Linked DNA regions of Sus scrofa: regions 2, 3 and 4 are each linked to region 1. Evidence: chromatin contacts called from public HiChIP or PLAC-seq data. All regions are on one chromosome and are shown on one strand. The core of a region is the stretch at or near the end of the contact, and the rest is flanking DNA. Distances in the headings are between cores, read along the strand shown.

Region 1 (2,845 bases), core at 155-2,654:
TAAACACTTTATGTCTTATAATCCTCTCCCACCACTCTGAGGTAACACTGTTATTTTCATTCCCTTTTCTGAGCAGAGGAAAAGAAAGCACCTGCGAAATTGCCTCCATCAAGACAAGACTGGCAAATGGCCAAGTCAAGACTTGAAACTCAGGGAATATTGATTGGAAGGAGGTGGTTCAGATGGAATTTATAGTCATTCAAATTGCACAGTTTTTTTTCTAGCATCTGATAAGGGCAACGACTTTTTTTTTTCTGTCATTTTAACATTGTGGATTGAGGAGTCCAGAAGAAACACACTCAGGAGTTCCCTTTGTGGCTCAGCAGTTAACAAACCCAACTAGGATCCATGAGGACGAGGGTTCAATCCCTAGCCTGGCTCAGTGGGTTAAGGATCCAGCATTGCCCTGAGCTGTGGTGTAGGTCGCAGATATGGCTTGGATCCTGCGTTGCTGTGGCTATGGTGTAGGCCAGTGGCTACAACTCCGATTCGCCCCCTAGCCTGGAAAGCTCCATATGCTGCGGGTGCGGCACTAAAAAGCAAAAAAAGAAAAGAAACACACTCAAACATTTAGACGTCAGAGTAATAAACGCTTTGGTCTTTGGCATTTCGTCAAATCTGGACTGCAGGGCTCAGGGGAACACGGAGGAAAGCAAATTAACAAGTAGGAGTGCATCCTGGCGGCCACCTGAGGAAACAGCTGCAGTTCTAGAAAGGCCCCTAAACCATCCTCAGCCCCTGAGCTCTGACTATGCTATTCTCTTCGACCAGTCACAGCCCCACGCCGATCTCAAGGGGCCTTGAACGCTGCTCTCTTTTGTGTGGTCTCTCTTATGCCCTTCGATTATACGAAAACCCAAACCACAACTGTACCACATTTGTTTCCGCAAAAATAAATGGGGCGGGTGTGGGGTGGGGGAGACGGTTTGAGGCAGATGCCAGAGACGACTTGCTAAACTGAACCAAATCGCCAGGCTCAGTTTCCTCAAGAAACAGAGCTGGGACTCCCGTTTCTCTCGTTTAAAAAAAGGAAAAAGAAAAACGCCTCAGGATAGAGGGCGGTCTTTAGATTCCAGGGATCTCAAAGAAGTATAAATATCCCCTCTTTCCTCCCACCCTGGAACTCAGAAAACCCCTTTCCCCTCAAGAGCTACACACCGAGAACAAACCAGCCCTACTTATTGGCCAAATTCCCTGTCTGTCTCTCCGCTTTGACTCCAAGTGGTGCCTTTTGAAAAAGATCTTCTAGTTCCGCCTCCCTTGCCTAATTGGTTCATTCGAACCGGCCCCCGGCCATCTCAGCCGTTCATTGGTAAATATAAAAGACTAGCTCTGATTGGTTTATCGGGAAGGAAGCCGTCAGAGAGCGTCAGGGATTGGCTCTTCTGGTTTGGGCGGGCTGGCTGAAGGTTCAAACGGAGGGGCAGCTCTCTCCTAACCGACGATCGTCTGTGGAGAAGCGGCTAGCTTCCCGACCATCTCGAGGGTCCTGCCGGTTTAGTCGCTCGCAGAGTTGTCGAGCCCCTTCACGACCGTCACCATGGAGGTGTCGCCACTTCAGGTACAGCTCGTGGAAGGGGGCGCGTCGCGGATCCTCAGCGCGGCCTGGCATCAATCCTGCTGCCTGTGAGAGGGGGAGGTGCCTCGGCTGCGGTCCCGACGCCGCGGGCTCGGCGCCGGCGTTCCGCATGGGCCCGGGTCCCCTGGGCTCGGCGCGATCGCGAAGAGGCTGAGACCCCTTTGTGGTGCTAATAGTGAAGTAACATCAGCTAAACGGGTGTGGCGTTGTGTTTTCACTGTTTCTAGAGAACGCGAGTCAATTGGTCCTGGAGTCGGTGGTGGGATAATGGGCCGCGTGGGGCTTTATGCAGCGCGGACAGATGCTTTCCTCATCTACCCTCGGGCTGAAAATGGGATTGGACCTCCCTGACCTGGGGAGGCGCTGGACAAGGCACGGGGTTCCCACTCCGGAGCCCGAGTGCTCAAAATATGCCCCTCCTGTGTTCAAGACGTTAATGTGCCTAAAGGGTGGACTCCATGGTTCGGTCCCGGGTTTCGGCACCAAAAAAAAAAAAAAAAAAAAAGGTGGACTCCATAGCGTCCCAAACTGCTGCTGAAGGAGAATCTCTTACGTGCCTGGGACCCAGTAGACCCTCAGTCAATAGGTGCAGAGTAGATGAAAGAAGGGGGTGTGTTCTATGGATGGCATCTAAGATGTGAACGCATTTCCGTGTCAGATAGTTACGCTGGGCTAGAGAACATGCCCATTTAAGCTGACACCCAGGAACCTGGCTGCAGATAACTTAAACCACCACGTTTGTACACAAACGATGTCAACACCACCCACACCTCCTCAAAACGTGTGATTTGTCATGGTGTGTGTAAGCAGATCATTGTGGTAGGTGTTTTGTGAACAGTTTCTGATAAACCTGTGATTCAAAATCGCTTTTCTTCAATCTTTTTTTTTTTAATTGCCAGCCTGTAAATGAAAATATGCAAGTCAACAAAACAAAGAAAAATGAAGAGGCTAAGAAAAGATTGTCTATAGAAAGAATCTATCAAAAGAAAACACAGTTGGAACACATTTTGCTCCGCCCAGACACCTACATTGGCTCTGTGGAATCAGTGACCCAGGTAAAACCAAGCGAATTAGATGTAGTTACTAAGTAGTTGAGATATGTCCTTGTCCAGATTAACTGCCTATACTTCATATACTTTGTTACTGGAACTGTCCTAAGAGATCATACGTATTGTAGTACATAGTCCAGAAGGCTTTACAGTAATCAGGATGATAGAATAAATATATGGTAAAGATAACCATATTTCTTTGCCTTATTTTTAGCAA
Region 2 (2,845 bases), core at 104-2,603, 240 kb after region 1:
ATCTCCTTCTCCTTGGCCTGCAGCTGCTGCTGCTGCTGTTCGATGAGGTCCAATTGCAGCAGAAGGATCTGTTTGAGGCAGGCGGCCTGACTGGAGGCTCCCGAGCCGCCGCCACCCCCGAGAGGGCTCTTCCTCATACTCTTCCATCGGCCCTCGCTGGCCGCCAGGGTCCCGGCGGTGGCGGTGGGCGCGAGGGGTGGCGGCCCGGGCAGAGGTAGTGGTGGGGGTCCCGCCGGGTCCGAGGCGGTGGCAGCTGGGGGAGCCGCCCCACCCTTGTCCCCAGCCCAGGGCGTAGGCTCTTTGGCCGCCGCCACGAGAGAGCCCGTCTGAATGGGCAGCACCGCCTGATACTTGGGTCGGGGACTGCAGCCGGCTCCGGCTGCCGCTGGCTCCCCCCCAATGCCAGCTTGTTTGGTGGCCGGGGGCGGACAGGGCAAGGGCACCGAGCCGCCCCAGCTCTCTTCCTGCTGCCCGGGGGCCGCCCCGGCCGGGAGTAACAAGCCCCGGCCCTTGCCGCCGCAGCCGGCCGGGGAGGGCGCGGGGCTCCCGCCCTGGGAGGAGGCCAGCGGGGGCCCCGGCTCCTTGAGCTTACGGTGCCGGGGGAGGAAGTGGGCTTCGGCCGCCCCGGGCTCGTCCTCGGGCCCGCCCAGCGCCGCAGCCCGCTCGTAGTCCAGTCGCTGCTCAGGGTTGCCGCCGGCAGGGGCCGCGGCCGCCTTGAACACTGCGGATCTCATGGTCATAGTGGTCCGGAGCAGCGCCGGGGACCGAGACGGAGGAGGGGGTGGGGAAGGGGCGAGGTGCTGGGGGTCGAGGACGGAGGAGGGGGAGGGGAGTTTGGCGGGCTCGCCTCAGCAGCGCGGCAGCAGGCCTCGGCTAGCGCGGCTCCTCCGGGGCCCGGGCGCCATCCCGCCGGCGTGCGGAGAAGTGGAGGCCGCGGCTGAGGCCCGCCGCCGGCCCATGGGGGCCTCGCCGCCGCCTCTGCTGCCGCCGCCGCCGCCTTCGCCTCAGAGGCAGGAGCTCGCACCCAGCCGCCCCGAGCTCATCCCCGGAGCTCGCTTCGGCCCCCCCTGGCCCGGCCGGGCCCGCCTCGTCTCCCCACCCCACACCCCCCTTCCCCGCCCCGGCCCCCCGCCCCGGAGCTCGCCTCAGCCGCCCCGAGCCTCCATTTTCCCCCCTCTCCTCCTCAGGAGGGGGTGGGAGGGATGGGTCCGCCCAAAGCCCTCCTACTCCGGGAGGGGGTCTGTCGCCTCCCCTGGGGGTCTCCGGGCTCCGAGTCCCCCTCCCCCACTGTCACCCCCGGCGCCTCAGCGTTTCCCTTTAAAAAAACGGAGCCGCTCCGAGCCGCCGCCGCCGCGGCCGCCGCCGGCAGGAGGGCGCATGCGCTGGGAGGGACGCGGGCGGGAGCGAACCGGGAGCCGAGAGGAGGGAGGCGGGCCGCGCTATTGTGAAAGGGGCCGCCGCCGCCTCGAGGAGGGCGGGGAGGGGGCCGCGGGGGCGCCGGGCGCGGGGGCCGGCGAGGGGAGGCCGGGGATGAGGGGCGAGGACCCAGAAGCCGGCGGAGCGGCGGGGTGAAGGTGGGCTGCCGGGGGAGGGGCGAGCCGGGGGAGGGCCAGGAGGAGGGAAGAAAGGGCGACTGCGGAGGCTCCCCGGGAGAGAGGAGCGCGAGAGAATGGGGCTGAGAGCAAGGAAGGGGGCTTCGGGAGGCTGAGGCGCCCTCCGTGGAAGTGTACCGAGCGCTCCACGTACCCGCCCTGCGCTGGGCGGCCCCTTCCCGGGGCACCTTGGCAACCCGTCTGGCCCTCGCCAGAGGGGCCCTGCGGCCCCCGCAGCCCCGCACGCCTCCTGGACCGGAGTCAGGATGCAGGCTCCTGTGGGTGTTTTCTGGGCATAGAATTCTAACCCCTCCACCCCCTGCACTCCCCAGCAGCCCCACACTGGTATGGGAGAGAATGAAGTTCTTTGTCTCTAAGGGATCCAGACCAGAAACGGAGGGGACCTCTGGTTCCCCAAGGAAGGAAAATCCCTGCTGTCTGCTGCCTGGGGAGTTGTTGCCACCACCTCCCTGAAATGAAGTATTGCCAGCTACCAACAGTTCTTTCCCAACGGCCATGTCCCCAGCCTTCTTAAGTCACTTCTAGCATCTTCTGGGGGTTCATGAAAGACTGAAGAAAGGAAGGCATTTTTACCTTTACCCAGAATAGGAATAATTTAGGGTATTTTATGCTGAGCACTTCATCTTCTCCGTGTTCCTTGTGTGTATGTGTCTGTCCGTCTTAACTTCCAGGCAACTTTAGCCAACAAATCCTCACAGAATTCCTCGTGGAAAAACTCTTAATAGTTTTAATTGATTGTTTTTCTTTTCTGTTGAGGTGGGATTTTTTTTTTCTTCAGTCCATATGGAGAGGGAGATGACTAACATTCTTTGGCCCAATGTGAAAACCTCTAATTAAAACTGTATCTCTGCCTTGTGGGCCCAAAGCATAAAGCACTGGAAAATTGAGATAAATAGGTGTGAATGTGTTGAGAAGCCAAGAGAGCCCCAGCCTTCTTCTACCAGACTTTATGGCCTCAGATCTGCAAGGGGGATTTTATTGAAGTTAGGGATACCAATGAAGGGGAGAGGGGGTTGTATGGCAAGAGGCACATAGATTGTGGTGATCTTTTTCAGTGTCAAGACTTTCAGTACCAGAGTTTCCGTCATGGTGCAGTGGTTAACAAATCCGACTAGGAACCATGAGGTTGCGGGTTCAGTCCCTGGCCTTGCTCAGTGGGTTAAGGATTCGGCGTTGCTGTGAGCTGTGGTGTAGGTTGCAGACTCGGCTCGGATCCCATGTTGCTGTGGCTC
Region 3 (2,845 bases), core at 156-2,655, 220 kb before region 1:
GAAAGTGACATCTGATTACAGACCAGGTGAGAAAGATATCGATGTCACTGCTCCTCTGAGATCCCCTTCTTCCCTTCTCCACCATCTTTGTGCCACCCATTTCCCACTAGCATGCTTTGTTCCTAGCACCCAGGAATGAATACATATGTATGTGTGTGGGGGGAGGGTGTATTTTTTTTTCTTTTTTCTTTTTTTCCTTTTGCTGTGCCTGTGGTGTGCAAAGCTTTCTGGGTGACAATGCCAGGTCCTTAACCACTAGGCCACCAGGGAACTCCAATGCCTTTATATTTTAAAAAAGCAACTTCGTGTACATTACCACAAGCACCACTCAGGCTGCCCGTCATCCTTTGATGATTTCTTTTTCAGTCTTTCCCTTCAATATGCTTTTCAATTTCACTCATCTCTAATCATGAGTATAAAAATATTGGAGGTGGAAGAACTAGACAGAGAGTCACTCGTTCTCTGGCTTGGCAGACTTCTAGAGTTGCCCTAGTCTCTGATGGCACACTCAGGATGGCGGATGGCGGCTAAGGGTAGCAGAGGAATTCACGCAGTCACTCTAAACGTCAACAGTGTTTTCGGGTAATTTCAGATCCTTCTCCCTCCACTGTGGCCTGCAACATCGGCCAAGTGTTTATATATCCAAGGAAAGGCTACTATCCATTCAGTAAACCAACTTATTTATGATTTAGTAGAAAGAGCCCTGGTCTAGGCCAGAATCTGCCTCCATAACGTGTTTACTGATCATCTGACAATGAGTCAAGCTCCTCCTGGGTACTGGCGATGCCAAGATGATCAAGACTGAACCTTTGCTTTGGAGGCTCTCCTGTTAAACGGAAGATGACAAAGACGGTCTGATACAATGTATCAGGTAAAGTCTATAATAATGCTACCAAAGAACCTTGGGAGTTAGAGGAAGGATTAAGGGTGGAGAAGAGAGCTTCCGAAGGGCATCACAAACAGAATTTGAGCTGGATCCAGAAGGTCACTTGCATTTAAGCTAAAAAGTGAAAACCATCGTTCCCAGGGGAGGGAACCGAATGAGCCAAGGCGCCTTGGGACAGGGACCCTTGCCAAGAGCTGCAAGGGTACACAACCTGGGGCAAGAGGATTAACATTTCCGGGCCTTGGATCAGAAACCTGTGCCAGTCACACCAGGCTCGCGCTTGGGAGACCTAGAAAAGTGCCACGGTGCTTTCGCCAAGCTCCTGCCCGGCCTTTAAGGCAGGCAGCCCTGGGAGGCGCGCGGGACAACGCAAACTCGGCGAACCGGGCGCTCCACGCCTCCATCCCCGACTTGTTGACGTATACACTCCGGCTCCCACAGAAACAGGAACGAAGACCGGAAGAAAGAAAGAAAAAAAAGAAAAGAAAAAAAAAAGCCCGCGGAGGCGGGAGCGTGCGCAGCCCCAGCCTCGCCCGGGTGGCGCGCGGCCCGCGCGGCCACAGTGGTTCCGGGGCTCGCGGCCGGGCGCGCTTCCCGCCGCCTTCCGGCCCCGCGCGGGGAAGCCGAGGCCGCGCTCCCACCTCCCCTCGGCGCAGCCTCGCACCTCCCGCCGCGTCACCGGTTGCCGCTCCAGCTCCTCACCGCCCGGGGTCCGGGCCTGCCCCGCGGTCGGGCCACCTCCGCCCTCTCCGCCGTGACGAATCGGCGCCGGCTGGCAAATGCCCAAATTCGGGGAGTTTTGAGGAACACATGGAGCCTGAAAAAAATCCTTGACTGTACTAAGCACCACCGCGCCCCCTCGAGAAGGTTTATTTTTCTAAAGAGAGTCTGGTGGGGCTTGGAAAGGAATTCAGAAGAGTGTTGAAAGTGCGAGTGCGGAAGCTCCGGACGCGAGGGGCGGGGCGTGCGCGGGACAAAGGGAAGCGAGGCCGGAGCTGCGGGCGCTTTTTCTGCCCGCGGGTGAGTGTTCCCGACTGGGCCGGACTGGGTTGGGAGGGTGCCGAGGCGTGGTGTCCTGGCTTGGCCGGACCCGGAGTTCCCCGGGGTTGCTGGGGTTCAGGCTCGGCCGCGGGGCCGGAGCCAGGGGCCAGTTGCGGCCTCTCCGAGGCCTAGCGGAGCGAGGGTGGGGAAGCAGTCCCATCTGGGGCTCCTTCTTAGCGGCCAGATGCGCCCCTTCCACTAACCCCGCGAAATTGATCAAAGCACCCCTGCCCACTCCTCTTTAGTAGAGTTGCTGCTCAAGTGCATCCTTCACAACAAACCTAAAGGATACGACCTCAGAGGAAGCCCTTGGGGCAAGCCAAGCCCGTGCTCCTCACCCCCAGGAAGGTTGTTTCCCCTTGCTTCAGGCAGCGAGCTGAGGACTCACGATGTGGTTCGGAAACAGACTGGCCTGGGTTTGAAACCCAACTCTGGCGCTTTTTGGCGGTGTGTTTTTGGACAGGTTACTTAAACTCGCTGAGACTCCCTTTTTTTCCTCTGTAAAATGGGAATACACACATCTCGTTGGTAGTTGTGACTGTGAAACCAGATGGTGTAAGTAATAAGCCTGTCCCGGTGTAAGGTATTCAAATATTTATCTAGGGTTTTATGCCAGGCGCCGGATCCAGGGATGGATCCGGTGGTGGACAAATGTACAAGTTCACTCATGGAGTTTAGAGTCTAGCAAAGGAGATCAGTAATTTTAAAGTATTAACAATCAAGTGTGATGTACCAGGGAGTCTGTGGCAGTTATTGTCAGGGCTCCCCACAGCAAGGCCTACTGGACGTTGACAGCCTACCTGAAAGTGAGCAGGGAGGAAATCTGCACCTGACTCAGTAGTTTCCTGCCTGTTCCTTAAGGAGAGAGGGAGATTCCCAGGTCGGGCCATTGAGAAACACCTTTTTTTTTTTTTTTTT
Region 4 (2,845 bases), core at 208-2,707, 190 kb after region 1:
CATCCCTTTGGCTGGGCCCAAAAGGCACCTTGGGCCCCATGCCTGTCTGGCACTGCCCCCCCACCCGCACCCTGAGTGGGCCAGCCCTCTGCTCTGGGGCTTCTAAACAGAACTGGGGACTCCTGGAAGGTCTTTCAGGGCTTGGCCACCTCTAGGGGGCCACACTGACTGGTCTGGGCAGCGTCCATCTTAGCATGTCAGGCCCGAATTTGGGGCCACAGAAGGACGCAGTCAACATCAGGGACCTAGGAAGGGCTGGATAAGATGTCCGGGGGAGAGGAGAGGTGGCTTAAGGAGAGAAAGAGGTTCAGCTTCTTCCCCAGCCACTGGCTGAAGCTGCTACAGGGAGGAAGGTGGCACTGCCACTTCTCCACTGCAGAAGGGTCTGTCCCTCCCGTAGGCCCCTAGCCCACTTCAGCTGACCAGACCACTCAACCCCACACCGAGGCTCCGCGCAGCGCCACCCCCACTCTCCAAGGGCAAGGAAGAGCAACCAGGGGACGACCCCCTACTGGGGGATGGATGAGCTGGCCGACTCCTTACCTGAGGCAGCGCTGTCCCTGGTGGCCCCTCCAGCCAGCCGCTCCAGAACCCGGTTCAGAAGATGCTCCGGCCGCTCGGGGGCGCCCAGGGGGGCCCAGGGTGGGGAAGGCAGGGGCTCGCCCGGGGACAGCTCATCTGAGGAGTACGAGGAAGGGGAGCGCAGGGCCCCCCCTCCCCCGAGCGGTCCGGGCCCTGGCACCTCCTCTAGCTGCAGCCAACAGGGCCCCCTGCTGCTGAGCTCCTCCGCGACCCCCGCCAGCTCGCCCCCGTCCTCCTCAGGGGGCGGCTCCAGCCCCGGCTCGGCGGGGGGCTCCCGGAGGAAAGCTGGGAGCAGCAGGCGAGACACGCTCTGACGCCGCTGCAGTGGCCGCGGTCCCCCGGTTGGACCGCCGCCCCCGCCAGGTCCCCCACCCCCTCCAGGCCCGCCGCAGCTACCCGGACCCCCGCCGGGACCTCCCGCCACCGTTCGCCCCGCCAGCTGCGACGTCTGCTTCTTCAGAAATTTCTCCAGCGGCTTCATGCCCCCCCCCCGCCCCTCTCCTCGGGGCCGCCGGAGGACCCAGGTGTCCCAGGCGCGGGCGGGGGGGGGGCGGGGACACGATGCTCAGAGCCGGAGGGGCAGAGCGGAGGGCCGTGCCAGGCGCCGGACTGGGGGCAGAGGTGCCCGAGGCTCGCTGGCCGGAGTCCAGTGGCCAGGGGCCGGAGGGGGTGCCAGAGGGAAGGAGTGCCTGCTCTTAGTGGCCCCCCATGCCGGCTGCAGCGCACGCGGCCCGAAGGGTGGGTAGGCTGCGGGGCCGGTGCCCCTCGCTCTACGCTCCGGAGCCGGGCTGCGGCGGCAAAGGCAGCGGGTGGTGCGCAACGCTGAGAAGACGCGGCGGTGGCGGCGGCGGCGGCAGCGGCGGCGGCGGCTGTGCTCCTGACCGGGGGGAAGGTGGCAGAACTGAGGCCGCGCCCCCTCCTTCAGTCCCCGCCCAGTCCCCGCCCCCGCCCTTCATGGGCCCGCCCCCTAGGCCGCGCGAGGCTTGAACTTGGGCGCAGGGGCTGACAGCGAGGGAAACAGTAAGGGGCTGAATGGGATTAGACTCGGGGCAGATCCAGACGTTCAGGGCAAAGGGGAGGGAGTAATTTACCCACTGAAAGGGGGTTCCTGGCTTGAGGCCTACGAGGACTCTTGGTATCATTGCAAAGAACCAGGCCACACACTTTGCTTGACTCACCTACCTGTATTCGGGTGGGGCCTCCAAAAATTGCTGATTGGTTGTCCATCACTCTGGATCTTGATAATGTACTCTTGTTGCCATACTCTGAGGAATATGTGGTTTTTATCTTCCTTCTGTTAGAAGGGCTGGAAAGGCCTCGGGTGAACTGGCATTGAAACCTGAGGCAGTACTCATCTGCCCTTTCTGGTAGGGCACAATAGGTGGTGAGGGCCTGGCCTGTGAGAGGCAGGTACTGGCAGGCAGGTAGGAGCCAGGCTGGGAGCCGCAGGTTGTGGCAGGTCTAATTGGGGTGAGGAGAAGAGACAGTAGGCAAAGGGGGAGGAGACCAGGAGCACAAGGGCACCTGAGCCTAGCTGGCAGCAGGAGGAAGCAGAGCCCTAGAGATGGTTGACAAGCTCCAGAACTGCCAACTAACACCATCCAGCATAGAGAGCGAGCCCATCCAGAGATGACATAACCACAGAGTGAGGAAAGTAATACCAAATTTGCTCTCCAAGTAATCTTATTCCTGATGCCTATGCCCAGAGCATTCTGCCCCTAAGGGCACACCGTTCCAGAAGGAGGGTGGTAGAGAGACATGCTCAGTGTAAGCACATCAAGGTTAAGGTAACAAGGTGGGGAGTGGCACCAGGCACCAGATGGGTTGAGGCTCCTTGGCCAATGCCCCACCCCTGTTTACTGTGCACCAACCAGGCAGCAACAGGAATGTTAAAGGCTGGGAGTGGTGGTGGAACTGAACAGGGTGTGTGCCATGCACGTGTGTCACTGTGTGTACCTATCTGGTCCTATGTGTGCAAGAGCATGTCTTCATAGAAATAAAGCTTTGCACACCCATCTGTTTGTGGATTTGCAAAAAAGAACAGTTAAAAAGGAGAAAGCACACTTTTGGCTAAAAAGCTGGACTAGAGAGCCGAGTATTTGTTTCCTGGGTTCTCATTATTGGATACCCCAATATCTTTGGGGCTAAGAGGGGAAACTGGTTGGAGTGGCTCGTAGCTCCCCAGGCATTTTATGAACCAAATAAGAAGAGGGGAGGGCTCCACTCCCAGCACATGCCACAGTTACCAGATTAAGCTGGTTGC

The links. HiChIP or PLAC-seq counts read pairs in DNA pulled down with a chosen protein or histone mark.
Region 2: an H3K27ac HiChIP or PLAC-seq map of alveolar macrophages shows a contact between it and region 1. The contact joins the promoter of MSL1 here to the promoter of TOP2A in region 1. A contact is called at or near these places in 1 of 5 promoter capture datasets (fetal liver), 3 of 47 Hi-C or Micro-C datasets (embryonic fibroblasts, epiblast stem cells and heart right ventricle) and 1 of 2 datasets of contacts at active chromatin or transcription factors (alveolar macrophages).
Region 3: an H3K27ac HiChIP or PLAC-seq map of alveolar macrophages shows a contact between it and region 1. The contact joins the promoter of SMARCE1 here to the promoter of TOP2A in region 1. A contact is called at or near these places in 2 of 47 Hi-C or Micro-C datasets (epiblast stem cells and skeletal muscle) and 1 of 2 datasets of contacts at active chromatin or transcription factors (alveolar macrophages).
Region 4: an H3K27ac HiChIP or PLAC-seq map of alveolar macrophages shows a contact between it and region 1. The contact joins the promoter of RAPGEFL1 here to the promoter of TOP2A in region 1. A contact is called at or near these places in 1 of 47 Hi-C or Micro-C datasets (embryonic fibroblasts) and 1 of 2 datasets of contacts at active chromatin or transcription factors (alveolar macrophages).

Annotation. Positions count from the first base shown.
Region 1 is chr12:21,999,896-22,002,740 of Sscrofa11.1, forward strand. TOP2A (topoisomerase (DNA) II alpha) reads left to right here and starts at 1,405. Exons shown (of 35, transcript NM_213884.1): 1 at 1,405-1,561; 2 at 2,479-2,634; 3 at 2,843-2,845. The coding sequence starts at 1,541.
Region 2 is chr12:22,236,204-22,239,048 of Sscrofa11.1, forward strand. It overlaps MSL1 (male-specific lethal 1 homolog), which reads right to left and starts at 1,354. Exons shown (of 9, transcript XM_003358056.4): 1 at 1-1,354. The coding sequence starts at 740.
Region 3 is chr12:21,783,005-21,785,849 of Sscrofa11.1, forward strand. It overlaps SMARCE1 (SWI/SNF-related matrix-associated actin-dependent regulator of chromatin subfamily E member 1), which reads left to right and starts at 1,406. Exons shown (of 11, transcript XM_021067015.1): 1 at 1,406-1,906.
Region 4 is chr12:22,194,384-22,197,228 of Sscrofa11.1, forward strand. It overlaps RAPGEFL1 (rap guanine nucleotide exchange factor-like 1), which reads right to left and starts at 1,458. Exons shown (of 11, transcript XR_002337116.1): 1 at 544-1,458.